Regions from separate parts of the Mus musculus genome. Here region 1 is linked to region 2. A link is a contact called in public HiChIP or PLAC-seq data. All regions are on one chromosome and are shown on one strand. Each heading gives the region's core, a stretch centred on a gene start, on an enhancer-like site or on the middle of the called end of the contact. The rest is flanking DNA. Distances are from core to core; before and after follow the strand shown. Region 1 overlaps Vav3 (vav 3 oncogene). Region 2 holds the start of Slc25a24 (solute carrier family 25 (mitochondrial carrier, phosphate carrier), member 24).

What was found. HiChIP or PLAC-seq counts read pairs in DNA pulled down with a chosen protein or histone mark.
Region 1: a contact with region 2 is called in an H3K4me3 HiChIP or PLAC-seq map of bone marrow-derived macrophages, with 4 times the contacts expected there. The contact joins the enhancer-like site here to the promoter of Slc25a24 in region 2. A contact is called at or near these places in 12 of 39 promoter capture datasets (the C10 cell line, the HPC-7 cell line, HPC-7-derived erythroid cells and 9 more), 4 of 484 Hi-C or Micro-C datasets (LSK cells, bone marrow-derived macrophages, granulocyte-monocyte progenitors and 1 more), 5 of 115 datasets of contacts at active chromatin or transcription factors (bone marrow-derived dendritic cells, bone marrow-derived macrophages, embryonic forebrain and 2 more) and 2 of 9 other capture datasets (adipose tissue and liver).

Annotation. Positions count from the first base shown.
Region 1 is chr3:109,465,021-109,469,492 of GRCm38.p6, reverse strand. The region is part of intron 2 of Vav3 (vav 3 oncogene); the gene reads right to left. Among named protein-coding and RNA genes, the nearest start is that of Vav3, 130 kb to the right of the region's middle. Within about 2 kb of position 1,957, at least 35 of the 459 cell types and tissues checked have an H3K27ac peak or open chromatin away from gene starts, as enhancers often do. A contact at or near this core is called in the HPC-7 cell line, adipose tissue, bone marrow-derived macrophages and 2 more, where this site is marked.
Region 2 is chr3:109,120,485-109,124,821 of GRCm38.p6, reverse strand. It overlaps Slc25a24 (solute carrier family 25 (mitochondrial carrier, phosphate carrier), member 24), which reads right to left and starts at 1,673. Exons shown (of 10, transcript NM_172685.3): 1 at 1,435-1,673. The coding sequence starts at 1,617. Gm19391 (a long non-coding RNA gene) reads left to right here and starts at 1,748. Exons shown (of 2, transcript XR_867568.1): 1 at 1,748-1,876; 2 at 3,675-4,289.

The DNA of each region.
Region 1 (4,472 bases), core at 708-3,207, 340 kb before region 2:
TACCATCTCTTTATGCTATTAGGAATCTGGAAACAGTATCTCCAAATTCCGGGTCTTGTCAGTAGCCCTCTTAGACCCTTATCTCTTTGCCTAACATAGAAGTAGAATGTTATATCAACAAAAAAAAAAAAAAAAAAAAAAAGAACACAGGTTTTAGAATCTTGTGACTGGGCACTAGAAGAATGACTTCAACATTTCATACTTGAGTGATCTGGGTAAGTTACTTAGCTTATCTGAGCCCATTTCTAACATATGATTTTGAGATATTTAAGCCGATCCTGGGGAAATTGTGAAGTCAAATGAAATCATTGGTGCAAAAATCTTCACCTAGTGTCAAATATGCCTATTGCCAAATATACTCAAGCAAGTATGCATTGGCTTCCTAATTGATAACACTGATAAACACAGGCCATTTGCAGCCTTACATAACCTCAGCCTGGTCCAGTCCTGTTTAGAGTCTTCTTGCTGACCATGATTCTTCCAAGCCCCTGGCACTGTCAAGTGTGTCACTAATAAGTGTCATTTGGGTGCCAGATGGGCCTGCCTGTAGGTGCTTCTTTGGGCTGAATGCTTTTCTTTTAGCTCGATCTTTTGCTTGTTATGAGTCATTGGAACCTTAGCCTGGCACCTCAAGTTTTGACAGTAATATATTCTTGTAGATAATTTGTAAAGTATAGAGAATGCAAGGCAGAGGCAATAACACACACTTTTGACAGCTAAAAGCATCCAAAGGGATGTCTATTCAAACACTCTAATGCCCCAAATGAGCAAAATGAAGTGGAAAGGTACAAAGACAGCCCCCACCCACCTACATCACTATTTCCTATGCCAACCAGGCTGTCACTCAGGACTCACAGATGCTGGCTGCCATCACTCAAGCCACAGTCCTGGCTCTACCCTGAGCCTCATGACTCTAGTATAGCACCTACATGTCCAAAGACTGAAGTGCTACCAGACCCTAGTCTCCAAAGCATGTTCCTCCTGTGACAAGCATCAAATTTTAAGAAGCAAAAGAGCTTTGAGGATGTCCTATGGGATCCTTCCAAGGAAAGGTTCCAGTCCCTCCCTCTAAGAAGCTTACTACTCAATGGGGAGAATAAAGACTGACAGAGTCACGGGAAGCTCCAAAAGGATCCTGGAGTGAGGTACAACTCCAACCACTGCAGCAGAAAGCACTGAAGCCTTTCAGGGATGGTAACGTGTGCATTGGGCATAAAGGGTCATGAAGTTTTCCAAAGAGAGAGAGAGAAGCGTTCCAAAGCACAAAGGCAGGTACATAGAAGAAGCATGGTGCAGACTGGTGCATAGCATGTCTCGCTGGGGACAGAGAGTGGTTATCAGCCATAACAAAGCCCATGTGGCAAAAAGGAAGAAAAGATAAGACACAACACTGAATTAGCAGATTACAGGTAGATTAGGAAAGTCTACCAAGCTGTGTTAAGAAGGGAAAGCTTTTCCCTCTGTAGTATGGGGAGCCATCAAAAGTGCAAAGAGAAAGGAAAACAGCTGAGTTTAGAAATGACTAAGTGGAAGGAAGACAGGAGGGGTCAGAGAGGCCAGTTAAGTGATCTCTGCAATGGCCAGAAAGCAAAACAGGACCATCAGAATGCAGATGTGAAGACAAGGAAGGAGAGAACTTCTGGAGTGGCCATCAGACCATCAGAGGGCACTGGTAATCAGACATGACCATATCTCTAAGAGCTGGGAACACAGATACCTCTGGAGCTGTTCTGAGTCGAAAACGAAGATGACAAAGAATAAAAGAGTCTATCTGTTAACAAGTGTCTTCCAGGGGGAGCAGTCCATTCTCCACGCACCAGTTCATCTTGCAACTAAGACTCAGCAGACCAGTGCCCCATGGGCTATCCCCAAAAGCTCTGCATGCCGATTTACACAGGCAATAAATTCAGAAAAACACCAGAGGGCACAATAATCACTAAATGGCACATGGGAACTCTCAATTAGACCAACCCTTCCGATCTGGTTTCCTCCTGGGCTGAGTTCAGGGGTAAGAAGGAGGACACACTCCTCTGTACCATGTGATAGAAACCAGTCTAAACCAGTGACAGTCTTCTAGATTTGAGGTCAAACCCAAAGGCCGCTGCCCTACTCAAAGAGAATCTCTCTAGAATGCAGCTTCACTCTCTCTCTGGCCAAAGTCTCCCCTTCAGTCCAGTGGAAGTGTGCCCAGAATGTTCTAACAGGAAATGCCAAGAGTGCTTTCTGCAGTAGCTACCTGAGAAACACATGGATCCAAGTTTTTAAACAAAGAAAAGGTGAAGAGGTAAGAAAAGGCAGACAGCTAATAAACTATAATTATTATATGGTAGTATTATCTGGAATGTATAAATATGAACTTAAATGATATGTATGGATCTCTGGGATTTAACCACAAAAACAACAAAACAATAAAAGCAATATATGTGTCATTGATTTAAATATATATTTATATGATAATCAATGTAAACTTATATACATATAAATAATATGAATAATGGTTTTGAGATTATATACAGGTAGTAAAAGTATATAATAACACAGGGCTGTAAGCCAAGGACACTCCCAAAATCATGTGGCTAATTAGCTGGCTTCTCAGGCTTCCTCCTAATTGACACTCCCTAATAGCAAAAGCTGTACAAAGAAGGTTTTAGACTTTGGAAATAGTTCAGTCAGTCAAGTACTTGCTGCATAAGAATGAGGGTCTGAGTTCAATACCCAGCAAGCAAAGAGCCTGCCATCAGGGCTGGAGAGATGGATGACTCAGCAGTTAAGAACACTGGCTGATCTTCCAGAGGACTCAGGTTTGATTTCCAATGTCCACATGGTGGCTGACAACTATCTATAACTCCAGTTCCAGAGGATCCAATGCACTCTTCTGGCCTCTTTGGACACAGCACATACATGGTGCAGAGACATACATACAGGCAAAATACCCATACTGTAAAATAAAGGAAACTAAAAATAAAGGAAAAGAAACATTTTTAAACAAGTTATATGAGGATATGCCTATAATCCCAAAACTATACAAAGATAGGTGAACCCCTGAGACTTGCTGGTCAGCCAGCCTAGCTGAATCTATGAGGCTCCAGTCCATGTAAGAAACCTTGTCTCAAAAGACAATGACATAGGAGGTTAACCTCTGGAATACACACACACACACACACACACACACACACACACACACACACATGCTCTCACACACTTATACATACACTCACACACACACTCTCACATGTATATACACATATACAAGCACACTGACACACACACATATACACTCTCACACATAATACACACATACACATTCTCACATATACACACTCACACATATTCACAGAAGATTTCGTCAGTCTCTCCTGATAATATGATATGATCCAACATATCAGAGAAGTCATAATCTTCTCTGGTATGTTGGATCTCTACAGTCAAAATCTATATGAAGTTTTGTTTAAATAAATTTTATGGGAGCAGAACTGCTTGAAATAATCACATGCATCCTATCAGATTACCACAGTCTAAGGTTGGTCTTTGATAACAACATAAACAATAGAAAGCCCACATGCACATGGAAGCTGAACAACACTCTACTCAATGATAACTTGGTCAAGGAAGAAATAAAGAAATTTCTCTTAATTAAACTATTTGAGCATATAATCTCTACCTGTGTTTATAATGACAGCACATTCCACCTATGCAACACTCTTAGTCACAGTGTCAAAAATAGGGACAAGAAAAAAAATGATATGAGTTAATTAAATGAGTAATGCATTTTATAGCTCAACTATAAGCCTATAGATTCTATATGATTCCATAGACAGAATTTTTCTGAGAATTACTATAATATAAAGGCAGAAGGAAGGAAGGAAGGAAGGAAGGAAGGAAGGAAGGAAGGGAGGGAGGGAGGGAGGGAGGGAGGGAGGGAGGGAGGGAGGGAGGAAGAAGGAAAAGAGGGAGGGAGGAAGAAGGAAAAGAGGGAGGGAGGGAGGGAGGGAGGGAGGGAGGGAGGGAGGGAGGGAGGGAGGGAGGGAGGGAGAAGAGAAAGAGAATCATAAATACTCTGGAGTATATCAGCAGTAATAATGGGACTTTGTGGATTTTAAAGAGGAGGGTATGAATACTGGTATGAAATTCTCAAATAATTGATTTACAAGTTTTTGGTTTTGTATTTTAAGAATTCACACATACTTAGAAAGTTGGGGAATTTAGGTTTTGGCTATATAAAATCTGTTTGTCACATATCTCTAAAACTGGAAGCCAGCAAAGTCCCGGGGTGGGACTAACATGCAAAGCCCCAGGGGTTGGGCTAACATGGCCCTCACCTATATTTGAAAATCAGGTTTTACTGTCACAAACCCACTATAACTGCTTTTCTACTAAACTGTTGGTTTGCTAAGTTGCAACAGTGACATTGTGGCTTAAAAGGCCGTAGTGTTTCTTAATGCATGTTTTTCAGAGGTTTACTTGCCCTTGAC
Region 2 (4,337 bases), core at 424-2,923:
TGTGTAATAATTTTTTTAATTACAGAATGTTTTTAATTACAGAAAGTTCCTCCTGACTCTGTGGGGTTTGTTGTTATTGTGGGATTGTTGTTATTATAGGGTTGTTGTTATTGTGGGGCTGGGGACCTTGAGGTCTGCTGTTGCTCTTTGTTTCAGTTCACTCCAGTTTGACTTAGATAAGGAGAGGACAGAGCCCAAGCTGACCTGTAACTAGCAACAATTCTCCAGTCTCAACTCTCAGAGTCCTGGGATTGGAGGCATGCCCCGGATGCGTTGTCTAATTTATTCATATTTTCAAAGAACAAAAATGTATTGGGAAACCTAAAGCACACTTAGAATGATACATAAGTCAAAGACATCATGTCAGTGATTAGAAAACACCTGGAAGTGATTAGAATAATAAAAACAACTAATAACCGAAACATGCCTCTGAGATGCAGCCACAGGGTGGCTGAAGAGATGCTATCACTCAAAAGTAGCTAGGCAGGCCTTTGATTCAAGAAATGGGAGGAAATGAGTCAGCCCGGAGCAAGTAGAAGAGCCACACTCGAACTTGGTTCTTTCAGAAAGTGCATCGAATAGGCAAACCTATGGCCAGAGTGAAGATGGGGGAAGAACTGAGATAAGGAAGAAAGAGGGACCCCTGCAGACACAGAAGTTCTGTAAAGTTATATAGAATAATGCCTTGGGCAAAACTGGCAGCTTCCAAAAAATAAAGTTGTAACTTACCAAGAGGACAAACTAAAGTGAAGACTCCTCTATTAATGGCATTGACAGTGACTGAAAGAGGAGTTTTAAATATAGGTACAGAACAGTTGTGGCCCACTCAGTAACTCAAGCACCTTCCTCTTAAGATAGAAAAGCCAGCGTCCTCTTGTAAGACAGCGGGCTGGACAAGTTCCAGATCTAGTGTCCCCACCCTGCCAAGGAGCCTGGATGTCAGGGCCACAATTCATATGACTCAGAGAAAGTCCAATTGCTTTGCAACAGGTCAACCCTTCAGATCAATGCGTGCACCCAGGGGACTAACTTTGAACGTCATAAAAACGGAATGTGGCCTTTCTACCTCACCCAGCAGTTGGGAGCAAGGCCGGTTTTAACTCCTTTTTGAAACAATAAACTCTAGCTGTAACAAAGTTACTTAAAGTTGGGACTCACTAAAGTCTGACAGCAGGTCATGAAAAGTTTGCAAAGGACGGGACAAGTGAGCCAAGAACCAGAGATGCTCTCAGAACAAAAAGTGTTGACAGTTTTAAGTGTGCAACATTAATTTATCTGGGAATACACCCGCCGCCTTCCAGATCCAACTCCTTGGAGCTCTTTCAGCGGGTTGGCGGGCATAGTTCCTCCTCCTTGCCTGGCCTCAGGCCACCGCCCTCCCAGGACCTGGCTGTGTGGCGCCTGCGGCCACCCCAACACCCTACAGCGACCCACCTCCTCCGCGTCCTGGCCCAGCGGGATGCCCAGGCTTTGCAGCCCCTGCTGCAGCTCTCCGATGTCCACCACGCCGTCCCCATTGCGGTCCAGCGCCCGGAAGAGCGTTTCGTAGCGTGTGGGCGGCTCCGCGTCGTGGCAGGCGGCGGTGGGCAGCACAAAGGCCCGCAGCCAGCGCAGCATGGTCCCGGGGAAGTCACCGTGAGCTGGTGGGGCGCGATCCGAGTGCGGAGGCCTGTGGGGTGGGGCGGCGGCCGCGGGTTGTCTGGATCGTCGTCGGGGGGGGGGGGGGGGGGGGGGGGGAGGGGGGCGAGGCTTCTGGCTCGCAGGAACTGAGCTCCGCACAGGGTGTGGTCGCCCAGCTGCTGCTCTGGGCGGAGCTGGCCCAGGCCTGCGCTGGCGACTAGGAGGGGATGGGCCAGCTTCCTGACTCCAGAACCAGGTAGGATAGGGTGCTGGGGGGGAGGGGGGGATGAAGGGGGGAATGCAAGGAGGGTTTCTGCTCTGCCCAAAGGCACAAACTTCGCCAACAGATTTATTAAAGCTTGGGTTTGGGGGTAGTTTGATGAGCAGGTTGCTCAACCTCAAAGCCCCGTTGGGCTGGAAGACTTGGAGAAGTGCAGAGTTCATCAGAAAGACAGCAGTAGGTGGGTATCTGGGACAGAGAGTCAAAAGTGAAAATGGCTATCAGACCAAAGGGAGAGGAAAGGGGCCTGCTAGAGGCCTTTTTCTGAGAGGAGCATCAGCCACCCAAGAGGGCATAGAGAAAGGAGAGAAGATGGAACACAGTGGGTACCTTCCCACAGCACACAAAGAAACCCCAGCTTCTTTCCTTCGAGACAGGTGTGGTCCTGAGGTTTGCCATTTATAGTTCAGGTGAGACACAGTTTCTGGGATAACGGGAGAAACGCTGGGACTACAGAGACTTCGATACCTGCTCCTTCGGCTGTGTAATTCCAAAGACCTAACGTAGCTTCCCTGGATAGCCTCCCGTCAGTAAAATGAGAATATGAACAGCTGCTTTGCCATCAAGTGAAATGTCCTTCTCTGGAATAGTCTCAATTCAATCACTGCTGCTTAGCAGAATCTGTGGTTATGTCCTGTTGTGTCCGGGTATTTAAAACGAACACTAAAACCACTTGTTTCTTCCAAAGTGGAGGACTTGAATTTCCCTCCTTCCTTACCACTCTGTACATTAAAATATACTGTGTATAAATAGAGTCTGCAGATAAAGGCTGCCAGTAACCAGTTTCTGGGCCTCTATTGCTTCCAAGCCATAGTCTTGGAAATTAGCCCCTTCCTCTGGAAAGGCTCTCAGACGCCACCAGTCTTTGTTGGCTCTCCTGGAAAATGGCTTCTAAGGCCATCTCTGGAGATGGCTGATGTTGAGGACGCTTGCCAACCCAGAAATAAAGGTTCCTCAGTGGAACAACCTGTGCTGTGTTCGAACTAGGAGCTGCCTCTCAGCTCTGAAAGCAATCGCATGCTAGGAAGTTCTGAAAAGAGCAGAGCTATATAGTGACAGAAACATATCGGGAGTTATGTGCTGCAAGAGTCAGAAGGGTTTTTTTTCGGGGGGTGATATTAAAGGGCAGAAGGCAGCGTATGAGGTGAGTGGTTTTATTCCACCCTGTGCTCCCCAGTGTTGCGGTCACACCCCCCCAGCAGTGGCCTACAAGCAATGAGGTCATGTAACCATGGGCTGGAACCTCTGAAACCAGCCCAGGTGAACCTTTCCCTGTTTATAAACATTATCTCCAGTATTTGCTGTGACGGTGAAGGATGGCCAACACAGAGATAACAACCGTAGAAAATTGTCTGCATGGGAGAAGAAAATGCTCACGGACCCCAATCATCTCCATGAAAGGGCTTCCCTTCCTGTGTCCATTCGTCAGGCCCACAACCAAGGGCTCCCACAAAGGCCACACAGAAAACCTGGGTTCATACTTAGTTTTACTTGATTTATTGTGGTCAGGAAGGACAAGTCTAGGGTTCAGCCTAATTCAGCACTCCTGCATTAAAAGACTTGCTGCCTTCGCATGCCCTTCATTTCCATGGGAACCACAGATATTTTACCCCCATCAGTTTTGGTCCTTGAAGACATCAGCACCTACTCTGGATCACTTGGAGTAGTGAGGGATCTGCTTGAATAACCACTCCGGAGTCTCATGGTTTGAGCAGATAAACATGTTTACCCTTTTTATTAACAGCTACTAATCAATTGCTCTGTGCTATTGCAGACAAACCATCAGCCTCTGCACAAGGACCAGTTCGGTTCCAAATTCCCCACGGTTGATGCTCTCTCAAATCTGAGTGATCATGAAGGAGGCCATGTATTGAACAGCTCCCGTAAAAAGCTGTGATCATCACCGGAAAGGTGATTTCACCGTGCAGTGAGACATGAACCTGGATGTCCTAGCAGTACAGTGAGGAAACTAATCATTTTATGTTTTGGCTCATTCATATCACATTAAGCTAATTGGAAATTCTGTAAGTCATTTAAGAGTCAAAATTCCAGATGAAAAGGGAATTCTGTCTCTTGCCCAGACTATCAACCCATCCCATCCCCAAAATAAATGTAAACAATTCTCAGTTGTAAAAACATGACACTTAAGTATGGAAATCACCATCATTACTAATTCGTGTGAATACTTCACATTTTAAAAGCAACTGTAATTGTTTTAAATAATAGAATTTCAATTGCCTTTAAAACCTTGCCTCAGCATTTTGAAATTTAAAAAGCTCTGTTAAGACTTCCGTGTTTCTGGGGAGATTGGGCTGTGTCAGGAGGGCCTGGGAGGAGAGGGGCCCTCCCTCTGGATGTAAAGTGAATAAATAAATGAATGGAAAAAAGACTTCAGTGTTTCAACATTTATTTGAACTGTGTCCTGAATGTTATATTT